Linked DNA regions of Macaca mulatta: region 1 is linked to region 2. A link is a contact called in public Hi-C data. All regions are on one chromosome and are shown on one strand. The core of a region is the stretch at or near the end of the contact, and the rest is flanking DNA. Distances in the headings are between cores, read along the strand shown.

Region 1 (3,979 bases), core at 1,120-3,619, 140 kb before region 2:
TGCAGAGATGTTCCTGATTCAGTGGTGTTGAAACACACACTGAGAGGCAGTGACTTTTCACACACCTTTGTTAGGGTTATAGAGAAACTACCAAAATGGAGGAAAGGGATATGCCAAGCAGCCAGTTACTCCCTGTGGCTCTCTCGGAGTCTGGTAAGAAGAAAAAAAAATGCTTACCGAATCTGGATCTGTTGATACTCAAATTAAATCTGCAGCATGGGCCATGGTTATCCGGCTGCTTGCTACTCAGAAAGTGTGGAAATACCCTTAAGTGAATAGTTTGCATTGGACCTGAATCAATAATAGTTTTTAAGTTAGTTTCCAAAAGGGTGTTAGAGATAATGGCAAAGTTTGAGGCAAGGGGAAAAAGAGAACGATTTATGAAATAAACATACTGTGATGTTTTATGGTGGAAGGGAAAAGGAAAGAACTTTCTGTGAACAGAATTAATAATTTTGTCTTTGTGAAAGGAAAATAAGTAAGTTCCAAAATTTTAAACACTGGGGTTCAACTCCTAGGAGATCAGGCTGATGATACCCCTGGGAATGTTACCTGGATACCTTTCTACACATTATTGATTCCTGGTTCTGTGTCTTCAGGTATTCACAAAAAATGAGCTAAGTCACAGATATGCTCACATTGAATAATCCTCACAATTCAGCTAAATTTTGAACTCCTTCAAAGAGAAAATAAGTTTTTAGAATGCTACGTATATTATTGCATTACTTATGCAGGATAATAATGATTAGAAAGTTTCTTTATGTTTTTATGGTTGAGTCAAATAATATTTGTATTATTGATATATTCCTGACATTCTTTTAAAAGTTATTCTTGTCATTCATCGTTATCTGCAGCTCTGAAAGATACAGCTACAAACATGTTTACAGAAAGAGCATAGTATTATAAATGACTAGACTCTTAGAAGTAAAATTTTTCATTCAGTGAATTGAACTAGTGTAGACATTAAAGTGTTTGGAAAGAACCACCAATTCACTTTGTTATCTCCTCAGGTTTTTGGCTATCAGAGGATTAATACATCTGTTTCCTTTCTGGCAATTACTATCCAATAACCCTGAAACATAGGTCAACTTTTTCAGAACCTTATATTTCACTATTGTAGCACTCAATTATTTAATTATAAGTAAATGCTATAAAAATGTAAAAATATAGGCTGCGTGCGGTGGCTCTCTCTTGTAATCCCAGCACTTTAGGAGACCAGGACGCGTGGATCATGAGGTCAGGTGTTCAAGACCAGCCTGGCCAAGATGGTGAAACCCTATCTGTACTAAAAAAATACAAAAATTAGCCAAGAGTGGTGCCAAGCACCTGTAATTCCAGCTACTCGGGAGGCTGAGGCAGAGAATTGCTTGAACCCAGGAGGCGGAGGTTGCAGTGAGCCGAGATCGCGTCACTGCACTCTAGCCTGGACGACAGAGCGGGACTCCATCTCAAAATAAATAAATAAATAAATAAAAATAAAAAGTAAAAAATAAAAAAATTAAAAATGTAGATGATAAAACTACTTCAGTTTATGAAATTTATGGAATGTGAAGTTTTGTTATCCATATGTAAGTATAATTTCTATGTCGTACCTATAGGTTTAACTTTTAAAATGTGTCTTTTAGGACATGATATTGATACGTTCTTTCCTCAAATACAGCTGAATTCTCAATGAGAAGGAGCTTAAAAAATAAATAAAAAAATTGGATGATCAATTTAAATCACGGTGATTATTATGAGATGGCTAAATATGATTTAAACCACACGCGCTGAAATGGGGATTAAATAAAATTCCTCTCTTCCCTTCACTACCAATCATGACCTCTTGGCGGCTCCACTTCCGCTATTGGCGTGGTCGGCCTTAGCCTTCAGAAAATAAAGGGTTTCCTTCACATGTTCGTTTTGTGTTTACCTTACGGATTTCCTCTTTTAGGAAGATAAGAAAATTAGTTTTGTATTTCAACTGCTTCTCTGTATTGAAACGGAATGGTGAAAATACAGCTGTTTGAAACATACTGTGAGCAAAAAGGCAATGAAATATTATTTTTAAGAAGAGTTATCAAAATCAGGGTGCCAATCACTCTTAGAAGCAGGGTAAAAATAACTTGCACTTCAATATTTATATTTATATTTATTATAAGAAAAAAGTTTCTTTTTGTGGAAAGAAGGTGCAGAAAAGGGCACAGTATTAGCTAAATATTGTACCTTAGAACATCAGTCATTTCCTTCTCAATAGTACTGAAAGGGTCTAATTTATAAGTTTTTCCATCTCCCTGTTATGCTGGTTTGTAAGTTCTGACACTGCTACTGGTATGTTAATGAGAAGCTAGCGTTCCATTAAGAGAAAACCATATGCTCTGCTGCCTACTGTGAAAGAGAAAGCATGTAATGTGGCTGTTGCCTTAGTAACACATTAATTCATTTTGTCAGTGTTGGCACAGATCATTTCATTTATAAGAAAACAAGTATAATAGTTTACCACATCTATAATATTTACAGTGTTTCTGTTACAAAACAGTGACAAAATGAGTTTAAAAAATAGAGTTGGTATAATATCATTAAAATATGGAATTTGTGGTAAAAATTTCCCTGTAAAAATGAAAAAAAATAAAGATTGGTGTAAAATTTCTTTTCACAATCCTACTTAAAACATTTTAACACCAAACTGTTTGCTTTTTAGCATATTTGTATTATACTAATAACGTGCGTCTGCTGCAAAAAATTTAGTCCATGAAAAACACAAGTGCATTAACAGTTTTTAATGAATGCTAAACAAAATATTTCATACAACAGTTTTGTTAAATTACAACCATTATAAACCTAATCGTATGCTAGTGTGTTACTCATAACAAGGCTAAACATTTATCTAGTTTTATCTGTTCTTCCAGATGTTTATTAGTATTCTAGCACTCCTAAAATATTTAAATTAAACCACTCCATTTTCTCATGTGAATGCATTTTGGGTTTTATTCATAGAAGATCTAGTCACATGTATACCTAAATAAATATAGTACACTGTATATGCTTTATGCACAAGTGATACTTAATGTGAATTGAGATAATCCAAAAGCATGATAAGGGAGAGAAGTGATTAGAGGAAAGACAAGTTCCTGTTTATTAAAGTCTGCACCTGCAGCAGGGTATCAGTTCTACCCATCCTTAGGGTATTCCACACCTGTAAACACACATTCTTAACAACAAACATTTTGCATCTGTGATGTTCACCTACTTTTTTTAACCAATAAAAAGCTAACTGTGTACAAGATAGCGAGCAACTATCATTTATTAGTTTATGGAGTGATTTAGGTTTTATGTCATTTCAAAGGAAGCATTTATGCATTTACATAAGTTATACAAATGGGTGCAAACCACTGTGAAGCTGGTCATCTAAGTAATGAATGGCCAATTATACTTTCAACAGTAAGAAATACCTTCCTAAAATACCAGTGTTCAATGGGTTCATCCAAAGCCTCATGAACCAAATGTGAGTGTTTTTGTTTTTGCTCTCCTGACTATCATCACGGCAATGCTCCCACGTTTAATGGGATTCTTTCTAATTAGAACCCAAGACCAGAGAGTACTTTTAAGAGTCTCCTTTACAGACCTGCAATGTGAATACTCTGGGAGACACTTAAGAAAATAAAATTTATGATTAGCTTTGATGAAAATGACTTTAGTTTTAACTTCATAATATCTCTGCTTTGATATGAGTAAAATAGTTTGAATGGCTACATCACCAGAAGAGAAAATATAACCAAACATCAATGTGATTTTATATGATGAAGAATTAAATGTCTCTGAAATGTAATCATATCACATTGACTTACCCAATAAAAGTAACTTAATGAAGTATTTTATCTAATTCATATGTTTTTGCTTATTAGTTTGTGGTGCTTGAAAAAATAAAGCTGTAAACTTTTCAAGATCCTTCTTTTAACTCATGCTATTTCTGTCAATAAAACTGGTTTGTCAGCAGTTA
Region 2 (4,343 bases), core at 691-3,190:
GGACAGTGTGATGGGAATGCCACTTTAAATCTCAATTACCTCCTCCACTCCAATCAGCTTGGTAGAGCTTTAATGAAGTGCAATTCTCTGTCCTTTTCCTCATACTTCTATCTCTAGAATAAGCCTCACATTCAAGTTTGACAGCAGTACAATCAGTTTTCCATTCATCACTGGCCCTGTTTTAACCCTGCTGAAAAAGGGCCTAATGTACGTGGCAGTGATGGCAATTAGGCAGAAAAGTAATATTAGAAACAGACAAAAGCCTGAGTCTTTTAGCATTACAGGTGTTTTTTTTTTTTTTTTTTTTTTTCAGCCTGTTCTAGACATAAAGGAATAGGCAGTGTTGTTAAGTTCCCTTCTTCAGTCTTCTCTTAAGCTGAAAGTCCAACGATTTCAAGATTCAATTAATTAGAGACATGGAGAGCCAAAGTACAAGGTAAAAGCTAAGTTCTTTCTAACTGAAGACACACTTAGTAATTGGCCCCTTATTCAAATGGATATCTTCTGGGTGTATGTTTAATAAGGTTGATAAAAACTCGTCATTTCCTCATTAGGATAGCACATGAATACACTCTGTATGTAGAAAAGAAATCTTAAAGAGAACAAACAGGAAAATATCAATCTGTTAAATATAGGAATGTAAAACATAAAAATTCAAAAGCCTGAGAACTATAACTTTGCAGGATGGTGCGGGGCGGGGGGTGGGTATGTTAAATGCATTGTGTGTGTGTGTCTCTGCACGCGCGAATGAATGAGTGTGTAAGCTGAGAATTTTTTTTTTAAGACAAATCTTGGCTCTTCAATCAGTTTATCTAGGAATGTAAAATATTTAAGCAGTTGAGTTTTATAACCTGGATCAACGGTGTTTACTATGACTTTAAAAAAAAAAAAACACAAAGATGGATGACACATTTAAATGGCTTTCTCATATGGAAACAAAAGCAAGGTTTCCAAATCTATACATTTGTGTCTGCATGTGTAAGTATCCATGTAATAACCATGCATGTATCTTTACACAGAAAAGTCACATACATGTGTTTAGGTACCCACAATGTATTCTTTTATCTAATTCTGTTTGTAAGTGTGTCCATACAATGTGTGAAATCTTAGGAAACAGAAAAGTTCATATATTTTTGCACGTGCATTTAATTGTTATATATGTTTTCCTAACGGTTCTTTTTATGCCAATTTAAAAAATGTCAGCCAGGTTGGGGTGTTTTTTTGTTTTGTTTTGTTTGATAGATTCCACAGGAACATGTGGCATCGGTGTAAGGATCTTGTTTAAGAGAATGGAGGCTTGGAGGAAAAAAAAAAAAACAGATGCAGCAATTAGGCGGCTCTTGCTGCTCATTGGGGAGGTGACACAAGTGGGTGATAGTGGCTTTCACCTCTCACACTCCCTTCTCTCCTGCCTGATTCCTAGAACAATCCCTGTCAGAAACACTCTTTGAAAAAGGCTGCATTAGACAATGGCTCTTCACCCTTATTTTACGCTTTAAGTAGTGGAGCAGAATGCTGTAAGGGGCTGAAAACAAGGCGTAATCTGAGAAAGACGCGCAGGCATTGTTATAACTGTGAAAACCAGAAGAGCCCCTTTCAGAGCCGTGACTGAAAGTGCTCGGAAGACCTTTAGTCCTTTGCACTCTCCCAATCACCAATTAGACAAACATTAACATCAATTAAGCTGTTATACGGCACAGGTTCCATATAATTACCTTAATGGGTTGACGCTTTCTTTAGCAGCAATTTCTTAAACAAACTTCATCTTTTGTGCAACAGGCTAAGAAAATTTTCAGCAGGGAGCATTTCCTTTTGTCAAGTTTTCTAAAGAGACAGCTGAATTGTTCTATTTAACAACAAACACCTTCACTAAGGACCCTCGTCTTGTCCCCGTTCCCACCACATTTGACTACTAGGCTCAAAGCTTATTAACCATCAGAGACAAAAAAACGGACTGGCCAGGGGAGCCCAGACACATGCAGGGCGGGCAGTACACAAAGGACCAGTGAGTCTGGCACCGGTTTGCAAGCAGACCCTCGGAGAAAGCACCAATTGAATTAGTTGCCTATTTAGTATCCAAAGCGCCAGATCCGTCCTTACCAAAAGCACAAAGAAAATGAAATAGAAAAACAGGATCTTGCTCATAAAACAAGACAAATCTGTCTAATTTATTTTGTACCAGTAAGTGCTAATTAAATGCAAGCTACTCAGAGTCTTCCTGTTCCTGCCTCACCTAATTCGCTTAGAATCACGACAATGCCAGTCTGATTTTTCCCCCTGTTTAACAAACATTCATTTGAAATGTACTCAAATACAGCTATAAAAATACAACCCTTATATCACTTCTATTTTTACTTTATATAAAGTCCATGTGTTTTTACTCTGTTGTGAAATTATTTGGTGGGGGGAGCTCTTGGCAGAAACAAGTCCTTAAACTATCCTTGTGCATCATAATGAATAAACAACTTGAGATGCATATAATGAACTATAATTGTCCCCCCCTCACAGGGTTGGAGTAATGTATGTAACCAAATTTCACAGCAATTCATTAAAAGTCAGAAGCCTGACTCTTCCATGTACAGTTTTTAAAGCAGAATGTGGTTAAAAAATAAAATTAAAAAGTATAAAATATGTACTAAATACTTATAGCAAACCAAGAAATGTTCTCTCTCTCTCTCTCTCTTCCGTTCTCTCCTTCACATCCTTACTGCTCATTTTCACATACCTGATTATAACAATAACCTTGGGAGCAGGCAATTCATTTTACATCTTTAAGGTCAGTGCTTGGGCTCCAAAGACAAGTGTTTGCTCCATTTAGTCCTGCCCTAGTGAAACCCCAACCCCTCTTTGGGTCAAAAGCTCAAGACCACAAAATTAAAAGATGATGTTGAACTTACGTTTAGATTTTGACCAAAGGCCACTGCCACCCATGGCCAGAGGACTTTACAGGGGATGAATTCCAGACACAGAAAGATATGCAATTACAAAATAATGCTTCTCAACTGTATTGCCAAAAATTCGCATTTTAAAAAATATGTATATGACTGGGGTTAATTTATCTACAGTATCAAATTGGTAACCTATTTCCTGAAAAGTTTTATGATTATAAAATAAAATTATGATAACCTCACCGAAAGTTCTCCCTTAGTAAATTTATAAAGTGATGTTTTTCATTCTAGTATTTGTCTATTATTTATTAAAAATTAGTCTTTTTCACTAAATTTATACTTTATAGTTAAAAAACATAATTTGAGCGTTCCTGGATTACTAACTATCTTGGTGTCTCATGACATTACTTTAAATATAAAACTGTATTGCTCCTATTTTTTTCATTGGTTATTTCTGTCTGCTCCAGCGCAAATACAGCTACAAATTGGGAATACCACACATAAATAGTGGGAAGCCCAAGTAAAGAGCTTCCATCACTGAATTTTCTCTGATTGGAGCTCAGCCACTCATGATATAGCATGAACATATAAGATTAAATCAGGAAAGGCCTGAAGAAGAGGAGGCTGTGGGGGATATCCTTTTAACGTTTACTTTATTATTGAGGGATAATTACTCTTTCCAAAATAGATAACAAATTAGAGTCACAAAAATGATTTCTTTGTCAGCATCACGTGAGATTTGTACAAATTTATATCCTTCTTAAAACTTTTACTTCTGACAGATATAATAGGGCATAATGAGGATGAACTCATGCCAGGTGGCAAAGTCACCTCTGTAACCACAAAGAAAATGTGCATGGAATCTGAGATTCTTTTCTCTAATTTCCAGTATTAAGGATGAATCCGTGGTGTATGAATGGATTTTTCCCCCATTCAACACATCAGGCAAAGATCTGAATAAAGTTAATGTTCGCATTTTGACACCCATATCAAACTGAAAACACCTCAATCAACTGTTGGATGGATTTGGCATAATTATTGATACACTTTGCAGGATTTAAAGAGTAAGGATTCAGTGCTCACATACCACATTTGAAATGAACACAACTTATCAAGTAGAGTTCTGACATGTGTGACTCTTAGTATCATTTTGGAAGTGAAATAACCTGTCAAAATTTAAAATGTGTTAACAACTGGATAGTTAAATGGCAGGGACATAAAGAAGGGACATGGGCTTGGTTTGAGATCTTGTTCTGGAGTAGAGTCACTGACTGCCAGCCTAGAAGTAATCACAACAAAAGTTTCCCCCCAGGGGTTCTGAACAAAAATTCTATAGTAGAATAAATAAACTACTACACAGTTAGATTATCTTAACTAGCATCTGCAATCTTCCTTACAATAGCTATTTATTGATGTCTTTCCAAATGCATTAGAAGTGGCAGATGATTTATTTTG

The links. Hi-C and Micro-C count contacts between places; a contact is called where the count stands out from the background.
Region 1: a Hi-C map of fetal cortex germinal zone shows a contact between it and region 2, with 3 times the contacts expected there. The contact joins two enhancer-like sites. A contact is called at or near these places in 2 of 14 Hi-C or Micro-C datasets (fetal cortex germinal zone and fetal cortical plate).

The regions. Positions count from the first base shown.
Region 1 is chr7:102,637,666-102,641,644 of T2T-MMU8v2.0, reverse strand. No RefSeq gene overlaps it. Among named protein-coding and RNA genes, the nearest start is that of PRKD1, 410 kb to the left of the region's middle. Within about 2 kb of position 2,369, at least 7 of the 40 cell types and tissues checked have an H3K27ac peak or open chromatin away from gene starts, as enhancers often do. A contact at or near this core is called in fetal cortex germinal zone, where this site is marked.
Region 2 is chr7:102,495,333-102,499,675 of T2T-MMU8v2.0, reverse strand. No RefSeq gene overlaps it. Among named protein-coding and RNA genes, the nearest start is that of PRKD1, 550 kb to the left of the region's middle. Within about 2 kb of position 1,940, at least 9 of the 40 cell types and tissues checked have an H3K27ac peak or open chromatin away from gene starts, as enhancers often do. A contact at or near this core is called in fetal cortex germinal zone, where this site is marked.